Linked DNA regions of Oryctolagus cuniculus: regions 1 and 3 are each linked to region 2. Evidence: chromatin contacts called from public Hi-C and Micro-C data. All regions are on one chromosome and are shown on one strand. Each heading gives the region's core, a stretch centred on a gene start, on an enhancer-like site or on the middle of the called end of the contact. The rest is flanking DNA. Distances are from core to core; before and after follow the strand shown.

Evidence for each region. Hi-C and Micro-C count contacts between places; a contact is called where the count stands out from the background.
Region 1: a Hi-C map of psoas muscle shows a contact between it and region 2, with 5 times the contacts expected there. The contact joins the enhancer-like site here to the promoter of MAF in region 2. A contact is called at or near these places in 2 of 6 Hi-C or Micro-C datasets (psoas muscle and an unstated tissue).
Region 3: a Micro-C map of ear pinna shows a contact between it and region 2, with 7 times the contacts expected there. The contact joins the enhancer-like site here to the promoter of MAF in region 2. A contact is called at or near these places in 4 of 6 Hi-C or Micro-C datasets (ear pinna, psoas muscle, skin fibroblasts and 1 more).

Annotation. Positions count from the first base shown.
Region 1 is chr18:61,340,713-61,345,264 of mOryCun1.1, forward strand. All of the region lies in intron 8 of WWOX (WW domain containing oxidoreductase), which reads left to right. Among named protein-coding and RNA genes, the nearest start is that of MAF, 470 kb to the right of the region's middle. Within about 2 kb of position 2,314, at least 2 of the 8 cell types and tissues checked have an H3K27ac peak or open chromatin away from gene starts, as enhancers often do.
Region 2 is chr18:61,810,826-61,815,279 of mOryCun1.1, forward strand. MAF (MAF bZIP transcription factor) reads right to left here and starts at 2,145. Exons shown (of 2, transcript XM_051847318.2): 1 at 1-2,145. The coding sequence starts at 1,039.
Region 3 is chr18:62,283,304-62,288,391 of mOryCun1.1, forward strand. No RefSeq gene overlaps it. Among named protein-coding and RNA genes, the nearest start is that of DYNLRB2, 460 kb to the right of the region's middle. Within about 2 kb of position 1,283, at least 1 of the 8 cell types and tissues checked has an H3K27ac peak or open chromatin away from gene starts, as enhancers often do. A contact at or near this core is called in ear pinna, where this site is marked.

The DNA of each region.
Region 1 (4,552 bases), core at 1,064-3,563, 470 kb before region 2:
TGCACTCCAGGATTGTCTTTTGTCTGTTCAGGTCTCTTCTTTCACTCGCTGAACAAGCTTCACAAACCCAGTTTGTCCCAGGCCAATCTCTTGATAGCCAGCTGCTGCCCCTACCCAGGCTTTGTTCTTTCTCCATCTTCCCTGCCTCGGTGAATGGCAACTGAACCCTCCCCATTGTTCCACAACCTTGGGGGTCCCCAGCTGCTTGGCTTTCTCGCCATCCCACGCCCTGTGCATTAGCAACTTCAGTTGATTCTGCTTTCAAAATACAGCCAGTTTCTGTACGATTATCACCACCTTCATTGCACAGTCCGGATGAAGGCTCTGGGCAGTAGCTCTTCACAGTGAACATTGTGCTGCTGCCTTTGGCAAGCACAGTCCATTCTCCCTACATCAGCCAGAGCAAACCTTGTACAGCAGTGGCCCCCGCCTGTGGTGGGAATTAGAATCATCCGTGGACCTTGGTGCAAACACAGAGGCAGGCCTCTCTCTTTGCTTTGGCCGATTCTGACAGGCACTGCCAAGAACTGCTTTGCCGGCGCCGCGGCTCACTAGGCTAATCCTCCCGTTGGCACACCAGGTTCTAGTCCCGGTCGGGGCACCAGATTCTGTCCCGGTTGCCCCTCTTCCAGGCCAGCCCTCTGCTATGGCCCGGGAGTGTAGTGGAGGATGGCCCAAGTGCTTGGGCCCTGCACCCCATGGGAGACCAGGAGAAGCACCTGGCTCCTGCCTTCGGATCAGCGCGGTGCGCTGGCCACAGCGCGCCAGCCGTGGCGGCCATTGGAGGGTGAACCAACAGCAAAGGAAGACCTTTCTCTCTGTCTCTCTCTCTCTCTCACTGTCTACTCTGCCTGTCACAAATAAAAAAAAAAGAAAAAAAGAAAATAAGAACTGTTGTTTTAAAACATAACCCAGATGAAGAGCCTCTGGAATGGGAGTAGCAGCTGAGGCCTGTGCACGGGCCTGTGTGACCCTGCTCCCTGCTGCTCCCTCCAGCTCACCCGCTCTGTCCGTCCCTCACTCCCGGTGCCCCAGTCACCCTCACCCTCCACGCTTGGTCTTCCTGAAATGCCTCATGGAGTCTCTACTTCTGTGCTCCCCCGGCCTTCTTCTCCTTCGCGCCTGTGAAGGCTGCCACCTCCTTGCCCTTTAGTCTCTGCTCAGATATCTCCTAACCCTGTCCACTGTTACATAGCACACAGCTTCAGCCACCTGCAAGTTGGAGAATTTTTTTTTTCAGATTGTATTGACCATGTGTAGGCTTTTATTTTCTTGTCATTATTCCATACAGGCAACAAGTACTGACATAATGTTTACATTGTGTTAGGTTTTATAAATACTCTAGAGAGGATTTGCAGTCTACGGGAGGTTTGATGCAAGCACTGTGCTGTTTTACGCAAGGGACTTGAGTATGTGCGGGTTTGGGTATCCATCCGTCCGCCATGGATACCCAGGGAGGACTGTGCCACCACTCACCTTCATGCCTCTGTCCCCCACCCCGTTTTGATTTTCTTCATAGTACACGGAGTGGCATGATCTATTTGTGTCGACTTGGGGTTGGTCTACCCCAGTTTAAATGCACCCGTGCACAGCTGTATTTCCTGTGCCAACAGCAGTGTCTGGCAGGCACACACAAGTGCTTGGGAATTCCTTGTTGCCTGAATGAAGTGACTGTGCTGCTGACTTGGTGCGACCAGGCATCTGCAAGTGCAAGGTCCTTCCTTCTCTTCCCTGCTCGTACTTTCCAAGGAAACCAGCCTCACCACGTGACTGCTCCAGGAGGACTTTTGATCTTGAGTAAGTAAATAATTAGACCAGAGACAGAAACCTATAGAATTCTCAGATTTTCCGACTGGACTGGCATTCTAAGTGGACTTCCGGCCCTAGCGTGGGCCACAGTTGTTCTGTGGGGCTGTTGGGGGCACCTGTGCAGACATGCCATGAATGTGAGTGGAATCTGATAAGGGTGACTGTGGCAAGAGCAGTGGACAAATGACCCTGTGATCCTTATAAAAATAGCAGCAAGAGTAACCATTGACATTTATGAGCTGCCTGGGAATGCCAGGTCTGTGCCAAGTGCTTCCCCTGGCTTAGCTCGCATGGAATCTGTAACCATGCTGCAAGTAGGGGCAGTTACATCCCCTTGTGGTGCATGTGGAGAAACCGAGGCATGTGCCGTGTGAGTGTATCTGTGGACTCGCGCAGGGATAAGCAGCATCTCCCGTGCTCCTGAGGGCCTCTCTACGGTTGTCGTAGGCACCTGCGCAAGATCTGCCCCTGGTGGGGGGTGTGTGCCCACAAGGCAGCTATTTATAAAGTTCAGAACTCCCCTTGGTGGATTTCAGAGTCATTTGATCTGTGAAGTGCAGAACAGATACACTCCCTGGAAAAAAAGGTGCCTGACTCCCATGCCCCCACACCCCTCGCGACACCCTGCTTCAGGGGAGCTGCGCTCTCTGCCCTGCCCTAAGCAAAAGGGGAGTGCAATTGGGGTATCCTCATGGCCTGCAGTGGGGAAAATAAAGCAGCCTCCAGGCGCCTTGCACCTGCCCGACGGCGAGCGTGATGGATGCCGGCTGGAGCTGCCAGTTCTCGTACGCCCTCTGCGAAGGCCGCGTGCGCGGCGCATTAATCACCACCGAGCCAGTGCCGGCTTCCAGCAGAAGAGCCGAATGATCGGGAACAAATTCAAAACAGCTTTATTTCGTTGACAGACAGGACCTTTTTGTTAGACTCTGCTTTAAAAACCTTTTACATCTCTGTCTTGTTCACACATTACGGTAGTCATTCATATTTATGTAAACTGAGCAACGCAGAGCCGGCTTATTTATCACAACCCATTGGCAGGGAAAGGGTCACATAAAAAGAACCTTTATTTGAGGTTTTCTTTTTAAGCTATTAAACAGTGCTAATGGGAATTAATGCCGTATCAACCATTATTGAAGCAAATGGGATTCTGAACTGAAAAAACAAAATATAGGGAAAACTTCTAAATGTCACTGTGCAAATAGAAAACAGCAGTTAATTAAACAAGGCAGTGTGTGGTCAGCAAAGATGGTCAATGTTATTAGGGAAAGAGCAGAGGGAGGAAGCAACTGAGTTTTGGAGTTCTGATAAGTGGCACTCTTACTGTCAGGTAAGCCCTGTGTGTAAATCAGCGTTGGCCCAAATCACCCATCGATTTGTTGTTGTAAGCCCCCCCGCCCCGCATAACCCAAAAGTTACCCAAACCTTTGTGTTACATACTCAAGCGTATTCAAGGCAATAAATTAGTATTCGAGCATCTAAAATTATCTTCATATATCTATGAAAAAGAATCTGGTTCCTATCCCAACATAAATTCATCTTAACCCTGGCATCTTTTGATTGTTCCTCCTAAAGAATTATTTATTTTTCCAGTGTTGAGCAGTTTGACTCCAAAGAGAAGAGTGAAGCTCTGTCCCAGTGCCGGTGCCAAGGCGATGGGTTTAGCTGCAGTACCTGTGTCTGTAAAATTCATGAGCGCTAAAATACACACTTGCTCCAAAAGAACACTCTACTGCAGTCTCATTTATTCTTGGGAATGTGTATTTCTTTTTCTTTTTAATTTTCAGAAACCAATTGGGAGGGGAACTAAGTTGGGATAATTTCTGAGAAGCAAACTATGTTTATAAAGTAGCCTCTGGAAACATGAGTGTGTTGGCTTTCCGTGGAAATGATCAATCAGTCGGATGCTTTTAATGTACGATGTCTGGCCGGCGCCGCAGCTCACTAGGCTAATCCTCCGCCTAGCGGCGCCGGCACACCAGGTTCTAGTCCCAGTCGGGGCGCCGGATTCTGTCCCGGTTGTCCCTCTTCCAGGCCAGCTCTCTGCTGTGGCCAGGGAGTGCAGTGGAGGATGGCCCAGGTGCTTGGGCCCTGCATCCCATGGGAGACCAGGAAAAGCACCTGGCTCCTGGCTCCTGCCATCGGATCAGCACGGTGCGCCGGCCGCAGCGCGCCGGCCGCGGCGGCCATTGGAGGGTGAACTAACGGCAAAGGAAGACCTTTCTCTCTGTCTCTCTCTCTCACTGTCCACTCTGCCTGTCAAAAAAAAAAAAAAATGTACGATGTCTTTGTAAGGCACTAGGGTTTTTAGTTACCTCTGGTGGAAAATTCCCAGTGTCTGGAAGGATGGAGCTTCTGACATCTGTCATGGTTGGACTTGGGTGAGCAAAGATGCTTGGCACATGAGCGAGGTTAGGACCAGCGCAACACTAAGGCTGCTGCTATGGAGGAAGGGGAACGTAATACATAAAGCGAAAAATATCACTAATACAAGGATCTGGCTTATTACTTTGGTCAGCGGTACAATGTTCAGACTGATAATCCATTTCACAGACTGCTTTAAAATTTGATTTGTTTCCTTAAATCAGCCTACATTAAATGTTTCTCATCTTCGTTGAACCTGTGATACTGTGTTGGTCAGATAGTGGCAGAGAGATGACAATGTGATAACAATAATCCCCACAGGAACTTTCTCAAATAGCACACTCACTCAGCACAAAAAGTTCAACCATGCACCTCCAGCTGG
Region 2 (4,454 bases), core at 895-3,394:
GGGAGATCTCTTGCTTGAGGTGGTCGACCTGCTGCAGCAGCTGGTTCTTCTCGGACTCCAGGACGTGCCGCTGCTGCACCCTCTTGAAGCGGCAGGACTGGGCATAGCCGCGGTTTTTCAGGGTCCGCCTCTTCTGCTTGAGCCGGATCACCTCCTCCTTGCTGACCCCGCGCAGCTGCCGGTTCAGCTCGCGCACGGACATGGTCACCAGCTGCTCGTCGGAGAAGCGGTCGTCGAAGTGCAGGCCGCCCGCCGCGTGGTGCGGGTGCAGGGCGCCCCCCGCCCCCGCCGCGCCCCCGCCGCCGCCGCTGCCGCCGCCGCCGCCGCCGCCTCCTCCTCCTCCGCCGCCGCCGCCGCCGCCGCCCCCGGCGCTGGCCGGGCCCCCGCCGCCCGCGCCGCCCGCGCCCCCGGCCGAGCCGGACGCGCTGCCCGCGGCGCCGGGCGCGCCGGCCGTCGGGTGGTGGTGGTGGCCCGCGGCGTGGTGGTGGTGGTGGTGGTAGTGCGGGCCCGCGCCGCTCTGCGCGGCGGCCGCGGCGATCACGGCGGACACCACGGCGGCGGCGGGGCCCATCTCCTCGCCGCTGCCGCCCAGCGCGGCGCCGGCGCCGGCCCCGGCCGCCGCGGCCAGCTGCTGCGCCCCGCGCGCGTAGCCATCGAAGCCGCCCTGGAGCTGGTGGCTGTTGCTGATGAGCGCCTCGACCGCGTCCTCGGGGCTGAAGCCCAGCGCCTCGGGGTTGAGCTGCTGCGGGTAGCCGGTCATCCAGTAGTAGTCTTCCAGGTGCGCCTTCTGCTCGCTGCCCGAGCCCGGGCTGGGCGCCGAGAAGCTGGGGGAAGGCGGCACCGAGCTGCACGGCGTGCTCATGGGGGTGGAGGACAGCGAGCCCCCGGCGATGAGACGGCCGCACTGGCTGATGATGCGGTCGGTCTCCACCGGCTCCTTTTTCACTTCAAACTTCATCAGATCGAAGTCATTAACATATTCCATGGCCAGGGGACTGGTGGGCAGGTCGGAGTTGCTCATCGCCAGTTCCGTTGCCATCCTCCTGCCGCCGCCGCCGCCGCCGCCGCTCCGCCAGATGGGCTGCAGGAGAGGGGCCAGCGGGCTGTGCTGGGCGGCGAGCGGGTGAGCCAGCTTGCCGGGCTGGGGCGCTTCTAGCTCGCGCGCCGGCGGCTGGCCCGGAACCTCCGAGCGCGCACACGCCCCCCCGCCCTGCCCGCGCCCCCCGCGCCCGCCCTCCCTCCCCGCCTGCTCACGCCAAGGGACTCGCTCGCTCGCTCGCTCGCCCCGGCCCCTCCTCGCCTGCTCGCCTCCGTGCGCGCCGGGCCGGCGGCTTCAGGCTGGGGGAGGTCCTCGGCGAGCTGCGGCGGCGGCGGCGGCGAAGCCGGAGGAGCCCGGCCCGGTGCGCGGCGTCCCCCGCTCGCCGCTCCGCTGCGCGCTTTGCATAAGGAGGGCTCGGCTCGCCGGGGCGCGCGCGGCGGCCGCTCGGGGCTGCAGGCGCGGCGGGCGCTGTCCGGGCGGTGCGGGCCTTGGCACGGGGGAGTTAACGCTTCATGCTTCTCGCCTCCGCGTCTCCTGGCTCGCTCGCTCTCTTTTTCCTCTTTCTCTCTCTCTCCTCTCCCTCGCTCTCGCTCCCTCTGTGCACAGTGCAAGACAGAAGTGCAGCCTGGCTGGAGGGAAGGGAGCGAGGAGTTAAGTTCCTTCTTGCCTTGTTTCTCTCTCTCTCCCTCTCTCTCTCTCCCTCTCTCTCAAAAGCAAAATCGCGAAGTCCTGGGGAAAGGCGAGGCAGAAGAGCCAAGGGGGAGGCCGAGCGGGTGAGCGGCCCGAGCTACAGCGCGAAGATGAAAAAAGATTTTAAAGCCTGTGATCCAGCAAGAAGAGTTTAAAGCAATTGCTGAGTTTTATAGCACTCGTGACGTCAGGCCCAAATGGGAAATTGACTGGCACTCTGGGCCAATGGCAGGCTGCGAGCGCGGCGGCGATTAGCATAATAGTATAGAAACAAGGAAACTTTTCGGAGCTGTCAATCAGGGCCCAATCAGCTGACTGTCAGCTGGGACGGGCTGGCTTAACCCTTGCCGCGCCGCGCTCCCCGGGCGCGCGAGCCAGGCCCCGCGCAAAGTTTGGCGCAAGAAGAGTAGGGGTTTTCAGAGGGACTGCGGGAGCTCGGGCGGGCCCGGGAGCACCGATCGCTGCTCCTCTCGAGCGCGACAGGGGCCGGCCGGCCTTCCGGGGCCCCCAGCTCACCCTCTGCGGCCGGCGCTGGCACCCGCCGGACTCCCCGGCCCTGCCACCTCCCACCCAGTCCCCAGCGCCGCGCGTCGGCCTGGAGGCTTTTCCTCCTCGCTGCACCTCTGGCGTCCAGGTGTCGGCTGGGGGACCCTGCTTCCCTGGACAGCTCTGTGGTGCTCCGCGCTCAAACTTGGCTCCAACTCTGTCCCTCTCACGGTGTCGGTGCGCGGGGTAACGCGCGCCGCGCTGGGGTAGGGGCTGCGCGCAGGACGCCGCTCCACCGCGCGCCGGCCCGGGGCAGCTGGAGGGGTCCTGGGGGAGGGAGCGGCCCCGGCACAATCGCCTTCCACAGGCGATGGGTGAGCTGGGGCCGTGGGTGTAGGCCCCCGGCCGCAGGCGCGCGCGCCCCTGGCAAGGGAGTGCGGCCGCGGCTGGAACTCTGGGAGCTGGAAGTAGCGTTGGGGGTGCTGGGTCCTCGGCTCCCGACCCCGGCCAGAGCGTGGCCTCCAAGACTCGCACCCCTAGCCCTGGTTGGGCCCCCCTGTTTTAACCAGGCCCTGCGAGCGTTTGGCCGAATTCCTCCAGACTTGCCCGCGGCAAGACCCCAGTCCACACGGGTTACCCTCAAAGGGTTAAATTTTAAGCCACTTTTTCTCGGTTGGACCTGGAAATCTGGAGTGGGGGTGAAGTGGGGGGCGTTTCCCTCCCTCCCCACTGGAAATGCTAATAACCGGTTTAGTTTTTCTCAATCGATTGTTTTAAAGCTTAAGAAAAAAAAAAAAAGGAAAAAAAGAAAGAAAAAAGAACCCGACAAGTCTGTTTCTAAGATTTTAAAGCGATAGGCCAGTCGGAGACGCGGGGATTCATTTGGGATTGAGAGACACTGCTGGAAGCTCACCCCGCGTTTGCGACACCGGGCAGCCCGCTTGAAAGTTGGCACGATTTGTGCAATTAATGAGACGCATTGGGCGTTAATCGTATTTATTTGACTTTGCGGGAGAGGTGGGGGGAAACGCTAGGAAGGGATGCATTTAAAAAAAAAATTTTTTTTTTTTAATTCTGAAAAGCCCGCAGGAGGATCGAAGAGCGAGAACTATTGTTGGACCTGGTTGGTTTGTGCCTCAACAGCGCCACCTTTCGGCAAAGGTCAGTGGACGGCGATGCGCGGCCGGTTCCGCCGCCGCGGGGAGAAGCTGCCTGCCCCGGGCGGGCCGGCGCGCAGAGTGGGTCCGCAGGCGGCGGGCGCGCAGAGTGGGTCCGCAGGCGGCGGGCGGCCCGGGCCTCGCACACAAGGGGCCGGAGACCCGGCTCGCAGGCCCCGGACCACAGCAGCCCGCGGGAGTCCTTGCGGCCGAGCCCTCTTGGCGCGCGTCCCCCAGCACCCCCCAGCACCCCGTCCCCCAGGGCCCCCCAGCCCCACCCCATCACCTCCCCAATAACAGCCCTAGCCCAGAGCCGGGCTGGGTTTCCAGCGGGCTTCGCGGCGCTCTGGAGAGAAGTAAAGTTCTCTAACTCTGGGCGGTAAGATGAAGTGCGTTGCTAGAAAGTTGTTTATCTGCAAAGTAATTCCCGGGAAACCTGACTTCTGTCACCGAGTCCTACATTAAGCCGGCTTCTTGAACCCGGCGCTTCGGCGCGCTTGCACCCACCCGCGGCGGCGGCGGCGGCGGCGGGCTTCGCCGCTTATCGCCAGGCCTGCGGCTGCAGGCTGCGTAGACCGGGGCAGCCCTAGCCTGCGCCGCGCGGGGCCTGGCAGCCCTGGGTCTCAGCAGACCCGGGCATCCCGGCTGGGAGAGGCCCCAGGAGGATGGCGGGGCCGGTGCTGGTCCTCAGGGGCCTGCGCCCAGGGTATTCCGAATTGTCTGCAGAAGCAGTTCTGACTTTGTAGGGCACAGAGCCGGGAGAAAGGGTGAGGATTGTCTCCCAATTCCCCGGAAGTTAGGGGAAGGTGCTGGGTGCACTCCGTCCTCTGCCTCAACGACAGGGGCACTGCACTGTCCCGAGCCATCGTTTCTTTCATTTTTTAAAAAGAATTATTAGACACAAGTGTCTGAAGTTTATATATATATATATAATATAAAATTTATGTATAAGTTGGGGGTTTAGGATAATTTTAAAAAATCACATAGTTTTGTTGACAGCTCTAAGGTATGATCCATGCTTCTCCCCCTCCCCTCCCCCCCAAAAAATAAGAAAAAAGCATTTCTGGCTAGGGACATTGAAA
Region 3 (5,088 bases), core at 33-2,532, 470 kb after region 2:
ACCAGGTGGACACATTTCTGCCACACCAAGTTCTTGGAATATATAAATAATTAAACAATCTTTACTAGAGTGTGATAAGTATTGAGATAGGAGAGGTTCAAGGTGCAAAGAGAGAATGTCCAACAGACATATAGTTCAGAGTCTCTCTGAGGAAATCTCCTGGGCACAAGGAATTAACCCCACATGAAAATCATGTTTAGCTATGCAACAACAGAAAAGTAAGGGTTCTGATACTGACTGAGTTTACTGCACGTCAGATACCATGCTTGTCACATTACACATATTTCTTTGATTACTTTTCACCATAGCTTGAAAAAAATGGGAGCTCTGTGTTGTGATACTTCTTGGCTTCTCTGATTGCGTGCCCTTGTTCATGGACTTCTTCCATGAGATCTCCTCCCCCTGACCTGTCTTCAGGATTATCAAGGAGCTGGGGATGCAGAGACTTCTGACACACTCTTCTAAACAAGATAGATTAAGAGTACTGGCTCTGGGTGCAGTAAGCCCAGATTTCCATCCCTCTCTGATATCTACTAGCAATGCGACTTTGGACAATTTACACATTTCTTCTTTAAGCTTTAATGTTCTTGTCTGTGCAATGGAGATAATAATAGCTCCTGGGAGCTTTAAGAGAAATTAAATACGCACAGTGTTAGGTTAGTACACTCTCTGGCCAAATAATGCTTCCATGCGTGTTGTTGCTGTAACGTTCTTTTCATGACCTGCACGAAGAAGGCTTATGCTACATGAGGAAAGATACAGGAGAGGAGACAAAGAGGGAACATGAGCAACGCTTTAGGTAAAAGCCACACAGCGGAGGCTTTTGTGTGTTCATTCCATCAGCCAGAGGGAGGCCTGAGGGGACCAAGACCTGGAGGTAACTCAGTGCTGCTCAGAGGGTGCTATGGAGCTTCTCTGTGCGTCCCAACATTGCATGGCCCACAACATAGTCTTCCAGCCTTGACTCTCCTATGTCACACATCTGATACTTCCGACAGCCTCCTGGGGCAGTGCTTAGTCCTCAGCCTCTTCCAGCTCTTTAGACCCCTCACAATCAGGGACTACCGACTGAGACAGAGACAATGGCCCAAACTAGGCAGTCTGAGGGTAGAGGTCCCTGGGACGCTAACTGCCATCCCAGACCTACCAATTCTCAGCTCCTGCCTTGCCACACACCTGAATTTGGAATGGTTTGGGGTCAAGGCAGATGGTGCAGCAGAGGCTACTTCACATAAACCTGGGTGGGGCCTGCAGGCCTGGCCCCTCCCCTGAGGGCTTTCCCGGAGGCTGTCCTGTGAGCTGCTTCTTTTCTCACTCTTTTTACCCACACAAATGTGCTACTCAGATTCCTGCCAACACACTTCGGTTCTGTAGTGTTAACAACTCGAGCCACCTTTATGAAATATTTATACTCCTTTCTCCTTCGGAGCATTCACTCGGGTCTCCAGAAATTTCTCTCTCTTGTTTTCCAGGACAGCCTCTCAGGAGGAGGCCCCTGGGTGAGGCCTGGGAACCCAGCTGAGGAAGGCACAGGGGCAGGGAGAATTCTCCACAGAGCAAGAGGTTGGGAGAAACCGAGAGCCCGTAAAGAGAAAGGCCAGGGCCAGAGTATGAGCACTGGGATCCAAGGATGAGCCCCCGACCCTGGGGAATGGAGAAATTGGCCCTTCAAGATCAGCACCCTGGCTCTAGCTGCTGTACAAGCCCAGCCCTGCCAGGCCCTGCAGCGTCCTGACACTGAGCAAAGAGTGCCACCTGTTGAATGCTCAGGATAGTGGCTCCTTCCAAGGCTCTGGCTTCAGACAAGACATGTCCTGTATGCTTTTGAGCTCAAACTGGGGCAATCCAGTCAGTGCTGACTGCATGGACCTTCTGGTACCCACCTGTAAAATGAGGCCATGTCCCTCAAAGACCACCTCCAGCTCAGAGAAAGGGAGCTGCTTGTGCCCTGGTCACAGAGCAAGTCAGAGCCCCTGTCCTCTCTGATGCCCTCGGGGATACTGCTAACCTTATACTCTCGACTTTTTGTTTGTTTTTAATAATTTAAGTATTTTTGAAATGTAAAGCAAAGAGCGCAAATTAGTAACAGTGCTGTCCACACACCTGTGGAACGCCCCCCCCAGATTATCAGTGTGGAATGTTGGGTATTGGTCCATTCACAGGCCCCCCCAGCCCCGACTTTCAGCTGCAGGGAGTATGGCATTAACCAAGCAGCTGTGGGGAATCTGTGAGCCATGGGCTGATCACCTGTTTTCTCTATTGGGGCATAAAACCTCTCTCTCTCTTCTGATAGGAACTAATACAAAAAGAAAATAAAAATTTCCTACGACCCTTTCACCCACAGAGAACAACTTTAACCTTTCAGAATATTCCTTCTAAGCTTCCAGCTATGCACATTTTATAATACAGTTCAGGATTTTCTGTTGTCATTTTTATTTCTAGACTTCTTCCACTTGCTGCAACATTGTATGTGTTTTCCCAAGCTAGTTAAAATTTTTTTTTAAGATTTATTTATTTACTTGAGAGGTAAAGTTACAGAGAGAGAGAGAGACAGAGACAGAGAAAAAAAAACCTTCTGTGTGCTGGTTCACTCCCCAAATGGCCGCAGCAGCCGAAGTAGGCTCAAAGCCAGGAGCCAGGAGTTACTTCTGGGTCTCCCACATGGGTGCAGGGGCCCAAGGACTTGGGCCATCTTTTACTGCATTTCCAAGCACATTAGCAGACAGCTGGATGGGAAGTGGAGCAGCTGGGATACAAACTGGCATGGCACTCATATGGGATGCCTATGCCACAGGAGGAGGCTTAACCCACTACGCCACAGCACTGGCCCCATTAATATTGTCCTTTGATAATAACCTTAATCATTACATGATCAAATCATAGAGAAATATCAAAGTTCATAACTCTTCCTTTTTAGATTGTTTTTCCTCATGTTGTAACATAACAAGCAATTCTGCTTTATAAGAATAGGCTCTGAATTGGTTCTCAGAATTTTTCATCATTTTAATTTGCATCTATTTGAAAAGAAAATGGGCTATTTTCCTCTTGCCAGTGCTCTTACTCCCAAACTTCCCAGCGAAAAGGGTAAGCACATCAAGCTGACTTTTAGCCACTCAGCTTCCAACATTCATCTCTGTCCCCTCTCTCTTTCTCTCTCTCTCTCTCTCTCTCTCTCTCTCTGTCTCTCACACACACACACACACACACCCTCAACCCGCAACCATACTAAACTACTTACAGTTATCTCAATATGGCATGGATATTGTCACCAAGATTTTTGTACCTGTCTTTGACCTTCAGGATATGCTTTCTCTTTTCTGTCCTTGGCTACATTATTTTTCTTTCCACGACTCAAATATAACCTTCTCTGTGTGAAGTTTTCTCAGAGCTTCTAGGCAAAATGAGCCACCAACAACCCCCCACCCCCGACTTGACGTTCCCACTGCAACCTGCATACTTAATAATAATAATTAGATTGATCATAATAGTAATCAAGATGTATTGAGCCCTTGTCATGTGCTCAGACAGTATTCTGTGTACTTTTCACAGATTACCCCCGCATTCACCACTTAGTGGTTTAATGATCAGTTAGCATGTACACCTGCTCTCCAGCCTGGACCATGGCAAGCTGCACTCTGAGTTCTAGCACAACGCCCAGCACAGAAAAAACTGAATAGCAAATAATTCAGAAATGTGTATCTGAACTACCCCTCTACTCATGACTCAGCCAATTTAGGGCTACGTTAAAAAATAACTGCAGATATGGGGAAAGACTGGCTAGATGCTAAATCCCCTAGATGCTTCCCCTAGGAAAAAAAAAAAAAACCAACCCTGAAAAGTAAAACCGTCCAAAAGGTCTTGGTGATCATTAAAAGGCAAATGCCCCTCCCCTTCTCTCTTCCAATGTTTATGCCAAGGTGTTTTACAAACATCTTGCCTTTAATCCTCTTATTTCAGATCTTGGAAACCTCCACAATCTACAACCCTTTCCTTGCAGATTGCTTGAGAGGGAAGCATGACAGCTGCTCAGCACCAGACATAGCCTTTAACAGACCCAGGGGACTGACCCATGTCCACAGGTAATCAGCCCATGTTGCCTGCCCCTAGTTTTGTTCCTGAGCACCTGAACTCCTGCCACTGAAAGCACAGATCCTCTTGTGGAAAATGAGGCTCAAAAGAGTGACGTTTGCCGCCAAGAAGGCAGGAGACTAGGCGGGCAATGACACGTTACTGGAATGATGCTGCAAACTTGCGGACTCGGCCTGTCCTTGATCTTCTCAGGCAAGGCCACCCCCCTGATTTCCCTGGAAGGTCAGTATCTCCTTTGGAATCACTCCAGTCTTGGCCCAGGAAGCCTGTGCAGCCATCCTCTACACAACGTCTGTTGTGGGCTCATCACAGACCTTCTCTCCAGTTCTCTTTTGTTATATTATTTATTTGGAAGTCGGAGTTAAACAGAGAGAGGAGAGAGGAGAGAGGAGAGAGGAGAGAGGAGAGAGGAGAGAGGAGAGAGGAGAGAGGAGAGAGGAGAGAGGAGAGAGGAGAGAGAGAGAGAGAGAGAGAGAAAGGTCTTCCATCCACTGGTTCACTCCCCCAACTGGCCGCAAAGGCTGGAGCTGTGCCGATCTGAAGCCAGGAGCCAGGAATTTCTTCCAGGTCTCCCATACAGGTGCAGGGGCCCAAGGACTTAGGCCATCTTCTACTGCCTTCCCAGGCCATAGCAAAAAGCTGGATTGGAAGTGGAGCAGCCGGGTCTCAAACCGGCACCCATATGGGATGCCAGGGCATTAACCTGCTGCGTCACAGTGCCGGCCCCTTCTCCAGTTCTCAAAGACTCTTCTGCGAGTTACCTATTTTTTTCCAATTTAATCAATAAAGACATTGAGGTTCCCAGAAGTGACCTGCACCAATGGACTCAGCTTAAAATGCACATTGCTATAATTTGGATCTGGGAGTATTTGAACCCCACGTCCAAGCACTTTCCACCATAATGTTGTATTAAGCTGATATCCCATAGAACACTGTTCTGCAGAACGTGCCCACTGAGATGCCAAAAAGTGTTCTGTGTTCAGAGTTGGTTAAGCAAAC